Regions from separate parts of the Macaca mulatta genome. Here region 2 is linked to region 1. Evidence: chromatin contacts called from public Hi-C data. All regions are on one chromosome and are shown on one strand. Each heading gives the region's core, a stretch centred on a gene start, on an enhancer-like site or on the middle of the called end of the contact. The rest is flanking DNA. Distances are from core to core; before and after follow the strand shown.

Region 1 (5,849 bases), core at 354-2,853:
CAGAAATGTCTCACCTGGTCCAAACTGCTTTCTTTCTCACTCATTTTCATTAGTTTGGGGTGTGTGTATATCTAAAACTCCCTGCTTTTCTCTCAGATCAGTAACACATTTGCCACTAACTTTGATACGGCATTACTTTAGAAATACAGGTTACAGTTATTCAGAATTTTAAGTTGAATTTATTTATACTCTCTCCATTCTTTAAAGACTAGAAGTGGTTTAATAGAACACACATGATGTATTTGTGTGTATTTGTGTCATATGCTTTTGGAAAAAGTCACTTGTCAATTCTGCAAATAGTTCTTGGGGTGTCTGCTATGTTTAAAGAATCTTGAAGTTTATAAAGATGAATGAAATGTCCTTGATGATTGAATCTTGGTGTACTAACTTGTCCAGAAACACTTGCTATTTACTAAAAGCATAACAACATTACCTGCATATCAAAATCACCTGGGGAGCTTGTTAAACATACACCGGCCCAGGCTCCAGCTCTCGGCTTAAGGAGATTCTGATAATACGCAGAGCTCAAGGTGTGTGTAGTTTTAACAAAAAGCTTCCCAAGTGAATCTGATACACATCTAGGATTAAGAAACACTGCTTTAAACTAAGAAAGGACTAACTGCAGAAGTTCAGCCACAAGTCAACCAGATGTATGCCCTTAACATTCACATGAGCAGTTGGCTAAAGTCTCTTATAAGGCTATTTCTATTTCCGAGGTTTCAGAATGGGTTGTTACAGTCTGAAACACACCCCAGAGGACAGAGTCAGGTCTAATCTTTTCTGTAAGACACCTTGCTCGAGACTGCTGTGAAGGAATAAGAGAGCTGCAGTCAAAGATCATCCCAAAGCCTCCCAGAACACTCTATAATTATATCCATCTCACATGAAACATGGGTGTGTAAATTTTCTCCTTCGCTAGATTGGCAAGTATTCCAGTACAGGGCAAGTCTCTTTTTTTTTCCTTCCACCAAGGAACACAATAACCCATACATAATAGGTGTTTGACAGGTGTTTTTTGTTTTTCTTTTAATTGAATTGAATCCTTACCCAGTTCCCAGGGGCTGACTATATATACCCATAAATTATACATTTGTTTATAGAACATTTCAATCACACCAAAGAACATATATATGGAAGAAAGAACGATGAACAAGCACCCATGGACCCCCCACCGCCACCCCCCCGTTTATGAAACAGGACTTTGCCAATGCTTTTGAAGTTCCTTATTGAACTAGATCTTTCAAAAACAGCAACGATTTTCTGAATTTTAATCAGAAGGCATGCATTCCTTCATTCATTGATTGGATTCCGTCATGGTCAGACCTGCCTACCAAGTGTCAACATGATATACACAATGTAGGTATTCTACTGTTGGGGTGAGGAGGGTCAAAAGTGACATAAGCTATCTCCAGAGACGTACGGATCGCCCTTGCTGCAAATGGCCCCAACTCGGCCTGGCGCTCTGGAGCGGGCGTGGTTTCTGCGCGCGGACACTTTGGGCAGAAACTACGCGTCCCGGCAGTCCTCGGGGCGAGTGGGCGGAGCCGGGCCGGGGGCGGGGGCCGGGCGAGAGGGGGCATTGTGTAGGGGAGCGCGGAGCTGCATTTGTCTGCTGGAGGTGTTAGCCGATCAGGCGCAGCCGTGGCCGGCAAGGGCTGGAAGTGTCAGAGGCGGCCGCGGGCCCGGCAGAAGGCCGAGTAGGAGGAACCACGCGTCGGGGGCCGCGATCTCTAGCAGGGGGCGGTGTGCCAGCGGAGCACCATGCACACAGGCGCCCAGCGCCCCGACTACCCCTCCCGAGGAAAAGAGGCCGGGGCCGCGCTGGGGCGGCGGAGAGCATGAGGGAGGCCGGGGGGCGGCTCGGCTTGGAGCGCTGCTAGGGAGCGGTGCGCGCCGCACACCCGCCTGGGCGCGGCGGAGGGTGGGGAGCCGGGCAGGTCGCGCCTGCAGGCGGGAGCCGACCGCCGGGAGCTGTTCTGATTTCCGACGCGCACGCTAGGGGCCCGGAGCAGCCCCCGGCCCCGGCGCGCCGCCGACATGGGCAACGCGGGGAGCATGGATTCGCAGCAGACCGATTTCAGGGCGCACAACGTGCCTTTGAAGCTGCCGATGCCCGAGCCAGGTGAACTGGAGGAGCGATTTGCCATCGTGCTGGTGAGTGCGCGGCGGCGGCCGGGCGCGGGGACCCGGGGCCCCCGGCCGGGCGGCGCAGCTGACCCCCGCCCCTCCCCTTCGCCCGGTGCCGGGAGCGAGCCTCCATTCCCGTGGGGTAGGCTCCCACTTTCCCCTTTGTGGCCCCCAGCACTCCTCTTCACCCCCCTGGCAGTCTCCCGGGCTCAGCCTCTCGGGGTCCCGTGATGGGGATGGGGGCTCCGGGCGGGCTGCCCAGCCAGCCCCGAACCCATTGTCTGGCTGGAGAGGCACCTCACGGCGCGTGTGCCCGGGAGGTGCGGCGTGGGCGTGAAGGGAAGGTGGCGCGGGCTTGGGAGGAGGAGGCGGCGAGCCGCTTAGGCTTTTTTTTTTTTTTTTTTAAACAAAACAAAACAAAAAACCCTGAGCCCCTGCGGACCATCCCTCGGGCGGCCAGCCCTGGACCTGCGAAGTCCCCGGCAGATGGGGCGCGTGTGGCCGGCCGTAGGCGCCGCGCCGGGCGATGAGCGGAGGCGAACTTGGAGGGCGGACGTCGTGGCTTGGCCAAGGGGAGCTTCCCCGAAAGGGAAAGGGGAGACCCACAGCAGTGCGGCGCCTCGGCCCTTGGAGAGGAGCAGGGGCGTCTGAAACCCAGGCTGGGGAGAACCTCAGCGCGTTCCCTCTAGACTTAAATCTTAAACCACAAAAATGTGCAGTTTTGCGGGGACGTGTTGCGAGCTGTCCTGACTGCACGGGCGACCCCTCCTCTCCTCTTGCACTCCCGGCCAGGTCCCCCGCTCCCTGCTGCATTCCGCTTCTCCCAGCTTTCCAGCTCCTCGAATCCAGGACTCTGAAAACTCCTCTCTTTCTCCCTTTCCTGCTGGGACTGTGTCTGGGCCCCTCCCAGCCGAGGCTTGTGCTGTGAGCTGCAGAGGGTGTGGCGGCTTGCCCCAGCCAGGATCTGGACTGCAGTTGGTCCCCAGACTTCTAGTTTTAGCGTCCCAGCCTCTTCTAAGGGATGTTGGGAGGGACACAGGAGAGATTGGACGCATTCCTATTCCTTACACTTGTACACTTCTCTTTTCCTAGTTGGTTACCTCTAAACTCCGCAAGACTAGGCAGCAAGGGAAACTCGTGATCCGGGCAGCCAACGATTGTGCCTGCCTGCGGGTTTTCTTTTCTTCTTTTGTTTTCATGAAAACTTACAACTTTGGCAGAGGACTCGAGTTCTAGATCAAAAATCGGTTTTCTGAGGTCTGCTCAGCGACAGGACGTTCAAATTGCCTGCCTTCAGGCCTTGAAAAAGGGATGGTTTGGTATGGGAAATGATGTTCTGGATGGCAGGTTAGCTGTGTGCTCTTTAGGAGAACTGAGCTCTCTCTCCCGCCACCTGGAAACTCTGGTGTGGCCGTCGGGGAGATAGATGAGGTTGCTTGGGTTGCTTTGCATCTCCTGTGATCTCCCACAGCTGCTCCCACCGTTGTGCAAGATGGGACATTCAAATGAAACGGCCTAGGCATAATTCTTAAGGCGGCCTGGGTGCATACCTGACCTGCTTTACCAGAGACAAACGTTTTTCTTCAAAACCCTCTTCCTACTAGACATGTGGTTCTTACCTGCTGGCTCTGGCTTTTTTTCCGCCCGACGCTGGCTTTTTTGTTTTTCCATCTATGCTGTGGTGCTCTGTGTGTGTGTGTGTGTGTGTGTGTGTGTGTGTGTGTGTGTGTGTGTCTGAGTGTCTGAATACTTGTGGTGGAGGAGCCAGTGACACAGGGAAACCAGTGCAGCAGCCATAATAATAACAATAATGCAATTAAGTTCTGCTTGACTAAGATAGCTTTTTTTTTTTTTTTTTTGCTTGAGCTTTCAGTTACCCTGCTGATTAATAACACATGGTGTGAATTAATCTTTAGAAAAATGATGTCCCATCATTAACATGGTGGATTTGTGTTCCTGTTAAGGCTAGCAGTTGCAAATATAGTATGTAGACAATTATGATTGTACATCCCAAGCTTCTTGGGGCAGTATTGTTGTGGCTACTTTACTTTGTGTCACTGTTACTGGGTGCAATTCCTTTTAAAATTGTTTACGATATTCTAAGCCTCTCAAACAAGAAACAAAAACAATACCAGTCTGACCTTTTTTTGAGTAGAGACAAAGTTTTTGGGGGACCATGTCAGCTTGGGAACACTCTTCCTAGGGATACATTTGGACTGTTGATGCGTTCCTTCTCCCAAGTCAGCTCCGCTTGCTCTTTGACAATCTGAGAGAGGAGCTGAAACCTTCCAAATCATCTCCATAGGCCAATAGAAGTGCGCAGTGTTGGTGATTTCTCTTGTTTTTTTTCTGGAGTTGTATGTGTGATAATCTCAACTTTGCTTTTCTTTATGAGTTGCTTAAGAAATCAGTTCAAACCATTTAGTTCTCGACATCAAGCTTGAAGGACAAGTTTAGGTGGCAGATTTTTAAGTATGTATGTGGAGGACAATGGAAATCGTGTTGGCATTATTGATACCAGTTCAACTTTCTTGTATAATAAAGATCATATGGGTGTTTTGGGAGGAAAACCAGATAGTAATACTGTACAGAAAAGTGTCCAAGCACCTCATTGTAAGTATGGCTTACATCAATAATTAACAGACTTTTTCAAGCTAGGAAAACAATTCCTCCCAACCTCCAGCTCTAGAATATTTAAGGCCTCAGGGAGAAGTAAATAAAAATTAAAATGACAGGAGTCTATTTTATTTCTTGTTAGGAAAGCCTTAAGAGAGAACAAACCTACTCAGTAACTATCCTCTCCCTCCCCATCAGTTTATATGGGTTAAATTGTGTGAATATAAAAAATTGGTGGGTATGAATGGAAATGAGAGAATAAAAGACTAATGAATTTACAGTAGAGGGGTGAACTTTGAAAAGTAATCTTTTTAATAGAAAAAAATGAGTTAGTGACTAGCAAAAATTGGATCCCAGTCTTAGGAGTTTAATCCTCCCAAGGATAGGCATCTTCAGTATCATTATAGTAATAGTTATAAAACTTCTGTTTAAGGGAAAAGATTACTGTCTTAGTGTATACATTTAACCATTTGCTTCCCTCTACTGACCTTTCAGGTAGAGCTGGAAGGTGAGATACATGTACCTTTGTGTGTGTGTATGTGCAGTGTTTCTGTTATACTCACTCTAACCTATGTATAATTTATATGGAAGTGTTTCATAAATTATAAAGTCAGCCACGTACTTCAATCTTTGTTCTTTGATGTAAGGATGTATATGTTTCATAGGTAATATTAGCCTGTGTTTTTTGGGGGGGTTCTTCACATCTATAATAGCCACGTGGCCCTCCATTGTATTTGTTAACCATTGTCTAATTTTGGGGGTTACATCAAGCTTGTCAACCCACTGCCTGTGGGCTGCATGGGCCCAACACAAATTCATAAACTTTCTTAAAACATTATGAGATTTATTTCGTGATTTTTTTTTTTAAGTTCATCAGCTGTTGTTAGTGTTAATGTATTTTATGTGTGGCCCAAGACAATTCTTCTTCCGATGTGGCCCAGGGAAGCCAAAACATTGGACATCCCTGGGTTACATACACACACCCACCCACAAATACTACCATGTCCTTTATTTTTAAAGATGATGATAAGAAGGTGGTTCTTGGTGGATGTGGTGAACAACTGATGGTTTTTGTCTGAGAATACCTCTTTGTACATTAGACACTC
Region 2 (6,778 bases), core at 182-2,681, 310 kb after region 1:
ACAAAGACTGTCCTCCCCGCACAACCCCCCAGGAAAGAGTAGGGCAGGGTCACACAAATTCCCATGAGTCAGGGAGCCAGGAAGGTAACAGGCCTGGTAGGAACTGTGCTGAACCTAGAGCACAGATCTTAGCTCCAGCTTCGTTTTGCTGTGTAGGAGTTGGGACCCGGTTTTGCCAGATCTTCCAATTTTTCAAAATACAGAAACCCAGGTCTTTATGTTAATCACCAATTTAAACATCAGGAAACTGTATTTTAAAATGTGAGGGGGGGCACAGTGGAGCAAACATTCTGTGGGTCAAATGTGGTCCATCAGCTCCACTTTCAACTTGTTGAGTAGATAAAGGGATACAAAAGATTCAATTTGGTTTAATTCTGTTGTTTGTATTTCCCTTTCTAAAGATACCATGTATTCTAGCAGAAGTCAACAATACTAAGTTAATGAAAGGGAAGTAAATACTAATTAAACAAAACAAGAGGAAAAGTATAAAGCCTGCTTTACTTTTTGCACTATGCCCTGACTTCATCAAAGGGAGGCTGCATAGCCTAGCCTGCCGGCTAGGTTACCTGACTTACTCAAGAAAGCTTGCCTTCATACTGAGTCCTTGCATAAAATTCCTCTGCTCATCCCTTCATGCCGACAGAGCAATGCCTATTTGGACTGGTATGCGGTGATTGATTCATTCATTTAACAAGGATTTTCTTATGCAGGAGGGCCCAGACAACTTCTCCTTGCTGACATAACATAAAAAATATTAGGTGGTAGAGCTCTGTAGTCCCTGCTTCTCAGGAGGCTGAGGTGGGAGAATCACTTGAAACTAGTTCAAGTCTGGCCTAGACCATGTAACAAGACCCCATTTCTTTAAAAAAAAAAAAAAAAAAAAAAAAAAAAAAAAAAAAAAGGTGGCCGAAAAGGATGTCAGGGAATAGATTATTATGTTGGTTTAGATTTAATGGTTAATTGAACATTATTTTGTTTAAAATTTACAAAATAATAAACTTAGCTAGCTTAATGGAATGAAAATTGAGTCCCTTATCTGCAAAGTAAAAGCCTTTAGGTTCTTGTTACAACTGCAAGGATAAGATGGGACAGGACAGTCTGGTTTATTAATTTTGCAGTGTCAAATTTACTGCAATTACTGTTTATTCATTCAGGCTTCCAGAAACAAAAAAATTAAGCTACAGCTGCTTCTAATTTAAGAAACATTTCAAAATAAGACTTCAGCTAGACTCTGGCCAGTGACAGAAATAATCTGTATTTTTCTCTCAAAGTCCTAGAATCCTACCAGTATTACACCCTATTTTGTTTGATTATAAATATTGAAGGCAAATGTTTGTCTTTGATTCAATGCTCGGTGAGTTTGAAGGGCCCATTAGCTGACTTTTCTACACAAGCTGCTTTGATTGGCTGCCAGCTGGCCTTTGTCTTGCTTAGACACATGCTATTAAAGGTTGCTATTCTCTCACTGGCACTCTCCTCTTTACAGATCTTAGAAACCAACCATACAGACGAGCCGATGCGGTGAGGAGAAGCGTCAGGCGGCGCTTTGATGATCAGAACTTGCGTTCTGTTAATGGTGCCGAAATAACAATGTGAACCGGAGACCGGCCTGCATGAATACAGGGTGTGCGTGAATGAAACTGCCCACATGAACTTTAAGAAAGTGCTACCATTTAACTGCAGCCTTGAACACACAAAAAATATTCTTAAGGGCTCAGATTTAGCAAACACAAAATAATTTTAAAATGAGCTCTCCTTTCAACCCTTGTTAACAAGTGCCTAAAAATGGAAGTACCTGTTCAGATTAATCAAAGCAATAGGATTTGATTTGATTAGGTATCTTTTTACACCAGTATGTTTGTTTTTTTAACCAAAATGTAAATTTCTTATTAAACTCATTACCTGCCATTGTGATTGTCCCATGATGGCCCACCTGGTTTCCTGATGTTGTAAATAACATGAATGCATCTGCTGTGGGTCCTTTGCTGAGATGTCTTTGAAGGAATTTTGTTTTAGCCATATCCATCAACTTTGTATTTTACTTGCAACTTGGAAGAAGGAAAAAGTCACATGATGAGACTCCTTGTGTCTATAACCAGGCCCTGGCAAAGTGCAAACAGGATGCAATTGCAGTGGCACAAAGGTCACTTAACCCTTTGTTTCCAGTTTCACATTCTACTACTTCTGTGCTAGAGAACGATGCTCTGTGAGAAGCATTCACCGGTATGAATGTGGGGATATAATGTATAAGACTTATTTGTAGTACTGTGTTCTTCAGCTAGAGGCAGCTTTTAAATAATGCAAGTGTATTTATTAGCACTAAAATTAACATCTCAGTAATCAGTATTAGCATTTCTGAGGACCATTATTAATTCTGAGAACAGAAATTGGTGCCTTGCAAGGAAGAAGTTTACTAGCTCTATTAATAAGCATTCAAGGTTACATCTGCTAGCAGAGTAGTATTAGGAACCTGGCCTTATTCTCCTCTGACAATCGCAATTTTTTCTTATTTTCTGTAAATTGGAGAAGATACACTTGGCATCGTCTATCAAGGCTAACTTGTTCTTGCATTTCCCAGACTACTTACGGGGAATTGCAGTTTAAGTTGCTAAAAAGTACTAACATGGTATTAAGCTTAAATAATATGTAATGGGACTAAATGGCTCACTAAGCCACTGTTATTTTTCCTTCCTCTCTGGCAGGGCACTTGATCCATTCCAAAGTCAAAAACTGGACTGAAGCTAAATTTGTACTTTTCATAATATACATTCTGCTTCTGGCTTATCTTCTTGGTACATCAATATATTAATTGTAAAGTTTATTGTATAGTATTTAACCGCTGAAGTTCCTATTTTATGTTGTGCTTATGTGAACCCCTTGGTGAAGGTCCCTTTTCCTTGGATGTGTAGTTATATGATCTTTTTAAATGTACAGATATTTTGCTATAAAATTGGTGCAGTTTTTTATGGTTTTTACACTTCTCTTTAATTCCCACCTAAGCCTCTGGGTAATATTGTAAATATTGTTTTAAAATGCATCAGCCTATGCTATACAATCTGAATGTTATTTTAACTTATAGTTTTTTTTAATATATATATTTAACTACAAGGACAGTTTAGGGAACAAGTTACCACATTTCACTTTAGTGTACCTATTTACAGAAAGATTAAACTGCCACCTGCAGGCACATTCCCATAAATGTATACTTTAAAAAGAACATGCCAAGATTTTGTCTTTCTGTGGACTGAACATTCACTTTGATTAAAAATAGCAATTTGACCAAGTTGGACTTCCACTACAAAGCAGCTGTTTTCCAAAGTTCAATGCTGACATATATGTTAAAATAACTGCCTATTTATTCATCTACAAATAGACAACGTTGGCATGTTCTTTTCTGTTTGTCTATTAATGGGCCTGCTTCTTAGCAATATTAGAATGTTTTATAAAAGCAATTCATGTTACTTTTCTGGTCTTTTCATGGCATATGAGCAAATAAACTATTTACACTACTATTCTGTAATATGTCATAATCTTTCAATGGTACAATTTAAGGGGTTTTAGCAATATTATGTAGACTTACCTTCTAGAAACACATATATCTATCTATCTTGCTATTTGAACTCAGAATCCAAATACACTTGGTAAACTTCAGGTAGGATTCCTCCCTATGTGAAATCGTGACCACTTGCTATATAAAACATAGAAAATGGATCTTGGAAATGAAACTACATCTCCAAAATTGTATTATTTATAAACATACAGCTTCTGGGGAAACAGCACCTTTGTTTGATGAAATGCCACAACCCCCCAGCGGTCCCACCAAATGTTTCAATTAGGATGTTGTACAAATAAAGATAATAGGCTATATATGAACTGCACAGTTAACACTGCACCCAACAACCATACCAGTTGGCAAGGTGCACAAGCAGTTTGGCCCCCATTGCACAAATGGACTGACAGTTGTAAGAAAACTCCCAGTCATCAAAAGTTGATGCATAACATTTCATGTTCTTTTTATGGAAACAAGGAAAATTTTAAATTTTAGAATACCTTTCAAGTGGCTTAAATTTATAGACATATAAATTATAGTCATTTAAGGAAGTATTATAATTTATATAATTAGTGTCACAACCACCACAGCGTACTTTGCATTTGTCACACATAGCTGCTTACAGATTAAAGGCAATAATCTTTATTCCTCACAAGAAGCCTGTGAGATATTTATTTAACACTGTTGTGCATGTTGGGAAACTGACTTGCCCAGGGTGCAATCTAATAATTGCCTATAATAAAGCCTTAGGTCTTTTGTTCCCAATTCAGTGCACCTTCCACTAAACCAGTTATGAAATGTGTTAAAAGCTTTATTTTATGAAAGACAAAAAATTAAGTTCTGCAATCAGTAAGGATCTCATTTGTTTTACTATCAGACTGGTGCCTAATGGTAAAAGAAAAATCTTTTAATATTCCACAAATTCAGAATGTTTTCAAACTCAACTATAGCAGTAAGTTCAAATGAGGCAGAGAAAGTAACATTCATCTTTTAAAAGGTATTTACCAATGACTTTGAATTAAATACTCACGTTCCCCACTCCCTATCATGTAACACTAAAATTCACTGCAATGCCCAGTGACCATCCTGACTCAACTCTGCTCTCAATAGAATGGGGCTTGATATCCATCACTGACTCTGCTTTGGTTCAACATACTGGAATCATCTCTGTAGAATGAGGTGATCTTACACTGGAAAACAGATACACTTATACTAGCTCCATAATCCACATTTTGTTGTTTGTTAGACAAGGTCTGGCTCTATCACCCAGGATGGAATGCAGTGGTGCAATCCTGGCTCAGGGTAACCTCTGCCTCTCGGGCTCAAGCCATCCTCGCACTTCAGCCTCCCGAGTAGCTGGGACTATAGACACGCACAACCACACCTGGCTAATTTTTGTAGAAACAGGGTTTTGCCATGTTGCCCAGCCTGGTTTCAAACTTCTGAGCTCAAGTGATCTGCCTGCCTCGTCCTCCCCAAGTGTTGGGATTACAGGCACAAGCTGTTGCGCCCAGCCACACATACCTATTTTAATGTTTGATAAAACTCCTCTTAGTCCTAATGTATTTCCTAATTTTTATCAGAAATGTCTCCAAAGATGAATTTATCAGATTTCGTCAAAAGGATGTTTTCCATTTCTTTTTAAACTAATAGCCCATCTATGCCCAAGAAACAAACATGTACGTGAAAGAAGTGATGGGTTTTTGTTTTTTTAAGTCTTTTTATCAAGAAAAAGAGGAATTACACTGAGAAAATATAACATGGGCCTCTAGCAACTCTCACAGCATAGAGCTTGCTGCCTGAGTGGTGCTCAAAGGAAAAAACTGACACAAATCCAATTTAGTAAAAGATGCCACTTTTTCTAATAAATTATATTTATTTACAAAAGGTCTAATTTTATATAACTATGAGGTTCTTTTACATCAGAATAATATATAAACAAGAGGTGAAAATCTGGTAATTACAAACACAGAAAATAGAAACCTTGTTCCCTTATTACTCACCTTTCAGAACAAGTCCTTGGCTCAGTTGTAGAGGTGGGGAAGACCAACACCTACCGAAGTTTGCAGGCAGGAGCCCCCAAAAATATTTATAAATAACACATTTAGATACCCTAAGGAACAGTAGTGAAGAATAGCATCCAGGAATGGCTTAGTTTGAATCTGATCTAATTCGCCAGCCACTCAATGTTTTCATTGGCCATGACTAGGGGCAGGGAGGATTAGCCAGTATGAATGTCAACTTTACAAGTAGGGTAATTACCATCAAATTAACAATTACCAATCACTAGCACTGAGATGGCCTTGAACTAGATCCTACTGAGAATCACAGAACAGTTTTGATAGTCTTTATATGGCAAGTTTAAAAAGCAGAGAAGCTATTATACCTAAGTTTCTTAAAATGGAGGGTTAGGGAGAATGTATGGGTAATTAGAGCAAAATCATCTCTCACTTTCCACCTCACCTTAAAGACAGCTCCAAAAAACTGAGCGCCTGACATGTCACCATATTTCAGCCCTATTCAAAAATAGCCCAAAATGATTATTTTCAACTTTAAATTGTATGTTCTCACAAGTTTTGGACATGTCTGAAGTAAAACCTAAGGTACAGTCACAGGACCTTATTTTAGGTGCACTTCAATTATGACCGTGACTTTAGTGGTGGGTTAGTATGGTTTATTGCAATGATGCTTTTATAAGCCCTTTAATACAGATGATGGGTACCATGGATGCCAGATGAATACATATTTCAACTAGTATTTTACATTCATTCCCAAAGTGCCTATTATGTGCCAGGCACTGTCCTATTCCACAAGGATATATAACAGTAAGTGAACCAGACAAATCCCTGCCACCGAGGAACTTACATGACCACCAGTTAAGTCGAAACAATTGGAAGAGTAATGTAAGAATAAAGATGGTAAGAATCATCAGACTGGTATACGCCATTACCAAAAGCACAGAATGAGATTATAAGCCTGTTAGAACACAGTTCCATGAAAGTAAAGACATTATTTTGCTTTCATGTAAAATGAGTGTAACTTTATGTAGAGAATGTAGAATGGTTGAATTAAAATCTACCTAACACTGAGAGAAATATATACCCAAGGGAAAATAAAGTCTCAGATTTAAGATAGAAGGCATTAATGTACTTTGCTTCATTTTGTTTAGAAACCGTTTTAAAAGCTGAAGTTTTTTAGTTTTATAATTTATATTTAAGTTACATAATA

What was found. A called contact is a pair of places that touch in the nucleus more often than the background predicts.
Region 2: a Hi-C map of fetal cortex germinal zone shows a contact between it and region 1, with 5 times the contacts expected there. The contact joins the enhancer-like site here to the promoter of FMNL2 in region 1. A contact is called at or near these places in 2 of 14 Hi-C or Micro-C datasets (fetal cortex germinal zone and fetal cortical plate).

The regions. Positions count from the first base shown.
Region 1 is chr12:57,243,427-57,249,275 of T2T-MMU8v2.0, forward strand. It overlaps FMNL2 (formin like 2), which reads left to right and starts at 1,604. Exons shown (of 27, transcript XM_028830704.2): 1 at 1,604-2,154. The coding sequence starts at 2,038.
Region 2 is chr12:57,557,615-57,564,392 of T2T-MMU8v2.0, forward strand. It overlaps FMNL2 (formin like 2), which reads left to right. Exons shown (of 27, transcript XM_028830704.2): 27 at 1,487-3,512. The coding sequence ends at 1,525. Among named protein-coding and RNA genes, the nearest start is that of PRPF40A, 70 kb to the right of the region's middle. Within about 2 kb of position 1,432, at least 4 of the 40 cell types and tissues checked have an H3K27ac peak or open chromatin away from gene starts, as enhancers often do. A contact at or near this core is called in fetal cortex germinal zone, where this site is marked.